Linked DNA regions of Mus musculus: region 1 is linked to region 2. The links are chromatin contacts, called in public HiChIP or PLAC-seq maps. All regions are on one chromosome and are shown on one strand. Each heading gives the region's core, a stretch centred on a gene start, on an enhancer-like site or on the middle of the called end of the contact. The rest is flanking DNA. Distances are from core to core; before and after follow the strand shown. Region 1 holds the start of Eps8 (epidermal growth factor receptor pathway substrate 8). Region 2 holds the start of H2aj (H2J.A histone).

Region 1 (2,700 bases), core at 93-2,592, 840 kb before region 2:
AAGATTAATTTCATGTCAGTCCTCAGGGTCCATCTTTCCCAGTCTACAGTTGAAGGAGAGTTGATCTGAGTATATAAATCTATGTATGTAAGCTGTGGAGTAGGCAGACCTGGATTTCAATCCTAATGTCACTATTGGCTTTGGCAAAAAGAAAATTCTGAATAACATTTTCCCAATTTTCTAAAGCGGTGATTCATTTTAAGGGTTAGAGATGGTGTAAAGTAAAATTTGTAGCTCCTGGCAGAGATTGTCAATTAACAATCCTAGTTTTCTATACCATCTATCAAAACCAGCTATTTCGAACACTGGACATGCTCAAGTGGATGTCAGTCTGTTGGGAATGTTGGATGGAGGAAGATTCTGGATGAAGGCAGTAGACCGAACTTAATCATAAAACCCATCACTGCCCCCTTTTAGTCTCCATCTTGGCCTGCTAATTCACGGTCTCTTGAATGAGCTTTTGCTTGCCTCGCAAAGCAGGTAGGCCCAGCTATTTAAGCCAAGTTTTGTTTAATAGTCTGCCTTGGCTTCTTTGGAAGTCAATTGCCTTGGAAGTTAGAAGGGCCAGGGTGTCTGGGGGCGTAGCTGTGACAACGGAGGTATTGTAGAAGGTAAGAAAATGCCAGGTTCAGAAGAGAAGACTGGCAGATCCTTATTTTGTGGCTTCAGTGATCGAGCCAAGGAGCACTGAGCAGTGGTGAGTAGTTATTACTGGACTAAAGAGTCTCCCATACTTGAAACTACACCAGACTCTTGGCAGGAGCTCCTATGAAAAATGGGATCCAGGACGCCTGGTGAGACAGGTCTGGGCTTGCTGGCTATATCCAGGGACTGGAGTATTGTAGTCTCTCTAAACCAGTGAAGCCCTTGGGTACCACTTGCATACTGCTTTGGTTGAAGAGAGATGGTACAGGAGCAGACCAATGGACACAGGTCACAGGTCAGAGGCTGGGGAATACCTCTTCTTGGTAGTTGAGTAGGGCAGTAACTCCCAGATTAACACTAGTCATCAGTTGTGTGGCAGGATCTGGCCGCGGTCACCTGAGCGCTCTTTCCGCCTGCGGCATCCCCCCCCCCCCCCCCCCCGGCTGTGCTCTGCAGACCTAGGTCATTTCACTTGAGGAATTGTAGACACCACTCTGAGGCTGGGATCCCGGGTCTCCCCTGCGGGGTGCCGTGCTCGCCTTGTGGGATGAAGCCCTTGAGATTCTATCCAGAGCCCTAGGGTCTACTAGAGACTCAACTGTCCTCAAGATCTTGCAAACGGAGCCCTCTCCCGGCCGCGCGGGGCAACGCGCGTTCCCGGCTCGCTGCTGGGCATGCGCGGCGCGCGCTGGCTGTGTCCGGGAGCGAGCGGCGCGCACACACGGCCCGGGCGGCGGGCGAAGCGGGCTCCCGGGGCGCTGGGCGCAGGGCGCAGGGCGCAGGGCGCGGGGCAAGCCCCAGCGGCGTGTCTGCAGCGGGGCGCGGCGGGCGCTCCAGCTCCGGGATCTTTCTCCCTCCGTCACCTCCCTCGCGTCTAGGGAGGTCGTGGCACTCCCTGAGGAGCGCGGCTGCTCGGAGGGCGGATCCTAGGTAAGAGCCCCCCGAACATCAGTGCGGCTCCCCGGGTGGGATTCCCGCGGCATGGGCTCCCTCTCGCTTTCCCATAAGGGTCTTTGTGAGCCGTCACCGGAGTGGTGCCAGGCTCAGCGGCCGCTGCGGTTCACTTGGACCCTTTGCAACTGGTGTGTCGGCGGCCAGGTGTGCGCGGCGCTGCCGCCCTAGCGCGTCCCCGCGCCCGCTCCGCGCACCCCGAAGCCAGGAGACCCGATCCCCCCGCGGCCTCCTCCGCCCGGGTGGTCGCCGAGGTCCCCCGAGAGACCCCGCGCTCCCCTGGGCTGCGCGGGCGTACCTGAGTTCCGCACACCTGGACTCCCACCCCGCCCTAACGTCTTAGATGCAGGGCTTTCGGAGCGCCTCTCACCCAGCTCAAGTGGGGACCCCTTAGGAAACCTGTTTGAGATGTGGACCCGCCCTGGTATACACCCTCCAGTTGAGGTAGCTCGCTGTGTTTGAATAGTTGTGAATTCTGGATCACTTTCCAACACCATTTTACTTTTAGGAAGATGGCCTCTCTATGGCTGTCAGTAGTGCTTCGGAGGGCTCCACACCCACCGAGAGAGACAGTGAAGGCGCCCCGGGGTCTCATCCCTTCCTTCCTTTCAATGACTACAATACACATGCAAAAATCTTTGCCCGGTTCTCTGAGCCATGTTGTTCAAATCCTCCTCCTGTAGCCCCCAAGTGCTGTTGGCATCTCGCCGGGGCAGGACGCCCTAGGGTTTGGGCTTAAAATCCATAGACATTTGGAGCAGCGAGGCATTAGAAGAGGAGGTCTTCCTGAGCCAGTGTTTCAGCGAATGCATGGCTGCTTTTCTTCTAAAGGTTTCCCTTCTTGCCTCAGACAGTAAGAGAAAGAGACGAAAAAGCGAATAAGATAGTTCAGATCCAACTTGGTTCAGACACGTGTGGGTACTTTGAAGTTTTATTTGGTTTTGCCACTTTGGGGAGGAGGTGGAATTACGATTCCTGGAAGACTTTTTTTATGTTTAAAAAAAATCGTCAAAGTGTCTGTGTTGCGGGCTGTTTCTAATTTCTCGCTCTTGAAAGGATGCCATTCTAAGGCTCCCTGGGTTTTGGAACGGCTGCGCTCATTGT
Region 2 (2,700 bases), core at 176-2,675:
CTTGAGGCGCCATCACCCAACTCAACAGTTACGGAAAAGAAGAAACCTGATCCCAGGAAAGCTAACAGTCACCCCTAAAAAAAAAAAAAAAAAATCGGTTTTGCTTTTAAGTAAAATCAGGCTGATTCTCAGAATCAGTGCTGGATAAGAGGCTGCCATGCAGCTAAAACTCGAGGGGAGACAGAAACATATTTTGAGACACGGTCTAATGTAGTTCAGAAACGGCCACAAACTCGCTATCTAGCCACGAAAGGCGTTCTACTTCCCAAATGCAGGGATGAGGGGTAACACCACCGCAAGCACCAAGAGAAGATCATTTTAGGAGCTGCTAAACATACACTACTTAAGACCGAGGGCCCCGCTGTTACGCAACACCATCCAGAGCGCAAACTTCGTGACTCACTTCCGTATTGCACAAGTTACTTCATTATAAAGAATATTGAACACAAGTGTGCAATGTGAAGATGGCTGGCATTCAGATCACGAATACGTAACATCTATTAGCTTAAATACTACCATAAATAACTAGCACCCACCAAGGATCCCAAGTTCCTGTCTTTTCCAAATGGCTAGGGTACATATAGCTCAACCTTCCTATGTATGACAAGCGAGGCAACTTCTTGTTCACAGCTCGCAACACCTTCCCTACCACTTTTCCCTAAGACTGGGGAGTTAGGCAAAGCCAATTCCAGAGTAGCCTCTGGGCACTAGGTCCGCTTCTCCTGCCCACGGTGATGCGACGGGGCTCTCCCAATCCACCCGCTGGGTTCCTCCGGCTCGCACATGGCCACACAGGTGGCCTGCGTCACGCTCAAAGTTGGAACTCGTCCCCACCCAACACCCCCTCGGTCCCGCGACTACACAGCTCTCTAGATTACTCGCTTTTCACCGACTTTATTGGCTGCGGACTGTGGCGGGCGGGCTCTGCACCCGTCTGTCGGGTTCACTTGCTCTTCACCTTCTGGCTCTCCGTCTTCTTGGGCAGCAGCACGGCCTGGATATTGGGCAGGACGCCGCCCTGCGCGATGGTCACACGGCCCAGCAGCTTGTTGAGCTCCTCGTCGTTGCGGATGGCCAGCTGCAGGTGACGAGGGATGATGCGCGTCTTCTTGTTGTCCCTCGCCGCGTTGCCCGCCAGCTCCAGGATCTCGGCCGTCAGGTACTCCAGCACCGCCGCCAGGTACACGGGCGCTCCCGCGCCCACGCGCTCCGCGTAGTTGCCCTTCCGCAGCAGCCGGTGAACGCGGCCCACGGGGAACTGCAGGCCCGCGCGCGACGAGCGCGACTTGGCCTTGGCGCGCACCTTACCGCCCTGCTTGCCTCGCCCGGACATGCTCGACCCCGCGCCTGGAACTCCAACACCGGCTCGCTCAGTTCCGGGACGACGCGCGCCACCCCGGAACTGCCTCGCCAAACTGCAGCCGCTGCCGCCCGTGACAGGCAGGTACCGTACCCAATCAGCTCGCGGAAGCAGAGCCCCCGCCCATCCAGATGTCTCCCAATCAAAAGCTCAAATTTCTAGTCCTAATTTACATAGTTCACAGGCATCCTCAAACTTGTTGGGATTGGCTGCCAGGATGTAGTTAACTGGGTGGTTCGAGTCTGCAATCCCAGCACTAGGGTAGCCGATACAAGATTGCCCGGAGCCTAAGGTCAGCTGTAGATATTCCAAGATCCATACCAGCCTAATAAGGAAGGAACGGAGGGAGGGCAGCGAAAACGGGGAGTTAAGCAAAGCCATACTTGGTTCAAATCAGTAATCCTAGCTTTTGGAGGGAGAAAGAGCTGAAGTAGGAGGATTACCAATACAAAGACAGCCTGGGCTACTTTGTGCGTTATAGACCAAGCTAGGAAGTGAGACCTTATCTCAAAAAATAAAAATGATGGTGTTGGCATTTCTTCTAGGCTCCGCCCCACAGTTACCTGGCAGCAGCCAGGTGTGCCTGACCCACTGTAAAAGAAGCTGCTTGCCCCCCCCCACACACACACCCACACTTTTCTCTTGCTTTCTTACTCTCTTAGCCCTCTGTCCCTTCTCTCCCATTCCCCTACCCCTCTCTCCACGTGTTCATGGCCGGCCTCCACCCGCACACCCCCTCGGCCTTTTCTCTCTCTCTCTCTCTCTCTCGCTCTCGCTCTCGCTCTCGCTCTCTCTCTCTCTCTCGCTCTCGCTACTACCCCCTCAACTCACCTCATGCCCTAAATAAACTACTATACCGTCCTGTGGCTGGTACCTCAGCATGGGCCGCACCCCCTCTACCCCCTACGTGCACAATAACGCTCCTCCACCAAACGTCCCCGGCTTTTTTTTTTTTTTTTTAAATAAAATACAACAGTAAGCAGACTATGGTGTTCAGTGCCTATAAACCCAGCTGATGCAGGAGTATGGAGAACTTGAATTGAGCCTGGCCTAAGAGAGAAACTACCTGGAAACAATCAAAAACCGGAAGCCCAGAGAAGAGCACCTCTGTTCCCTCATACCATACTCATGGAAATTAGTCTCCAGTATAGCCAGGGGCGACTTTCAAATCTGACTATCTGACTCCAGGGTCTGTGCTTGTGAGTGCCACAGCAATTCCGGCTCAGCCATAGCTCCTTGGCTGAATTCTGCCCTCCTAGAACGAGCTTTCGTCATCTGCTCCTTGACACACCCACCTGGAGAGCTAGCTGCAAAAGAAGCTTTGTAGGTTTTCTATTTGT

The links. HiChIP or PLAC-seq counts read pairs in DNA pulled down with a chosen protein or histone mark.
Region 1: a contact with region 2 is called in an H3K27ac HiChIP or PLAC-seq map of microglia, with 8 times the contacts expected there. The contact joins the promoter of Eps8 here to the promoter of H2aj in region 2. A contact is called at or near these places in 1 of 39 promoter capture datasets (pre-B cells) and 4 of 115 datasets of contacts at active chromatin or transcription factors (embryonic stem cells, large pre-B cells, microglia and 1 more).

Annotation. Positions count from the first base shown.
Region 1 is chr6:137,647,927-137,650,626 of GRCm38.p6, reverse strand. Eps8 (epidermal growth factor receptor pathway substrate 8) reads left to right here and starts at 1,342. Exons shown (of 22, transcript NM_007945.3): 1 at 1,342-1,575.
Region 2 is chr6:136,806,973-136,809,672 of GRCm38.p6, reverse strand. H2aj (H2J.A histone) reads right to left here and starts at 1,425. Exons shown (of 1, transcript NM_177688.4): 1 at 1-1,425. The coding sequence starts at 1,333. The coding sequence ends at 944.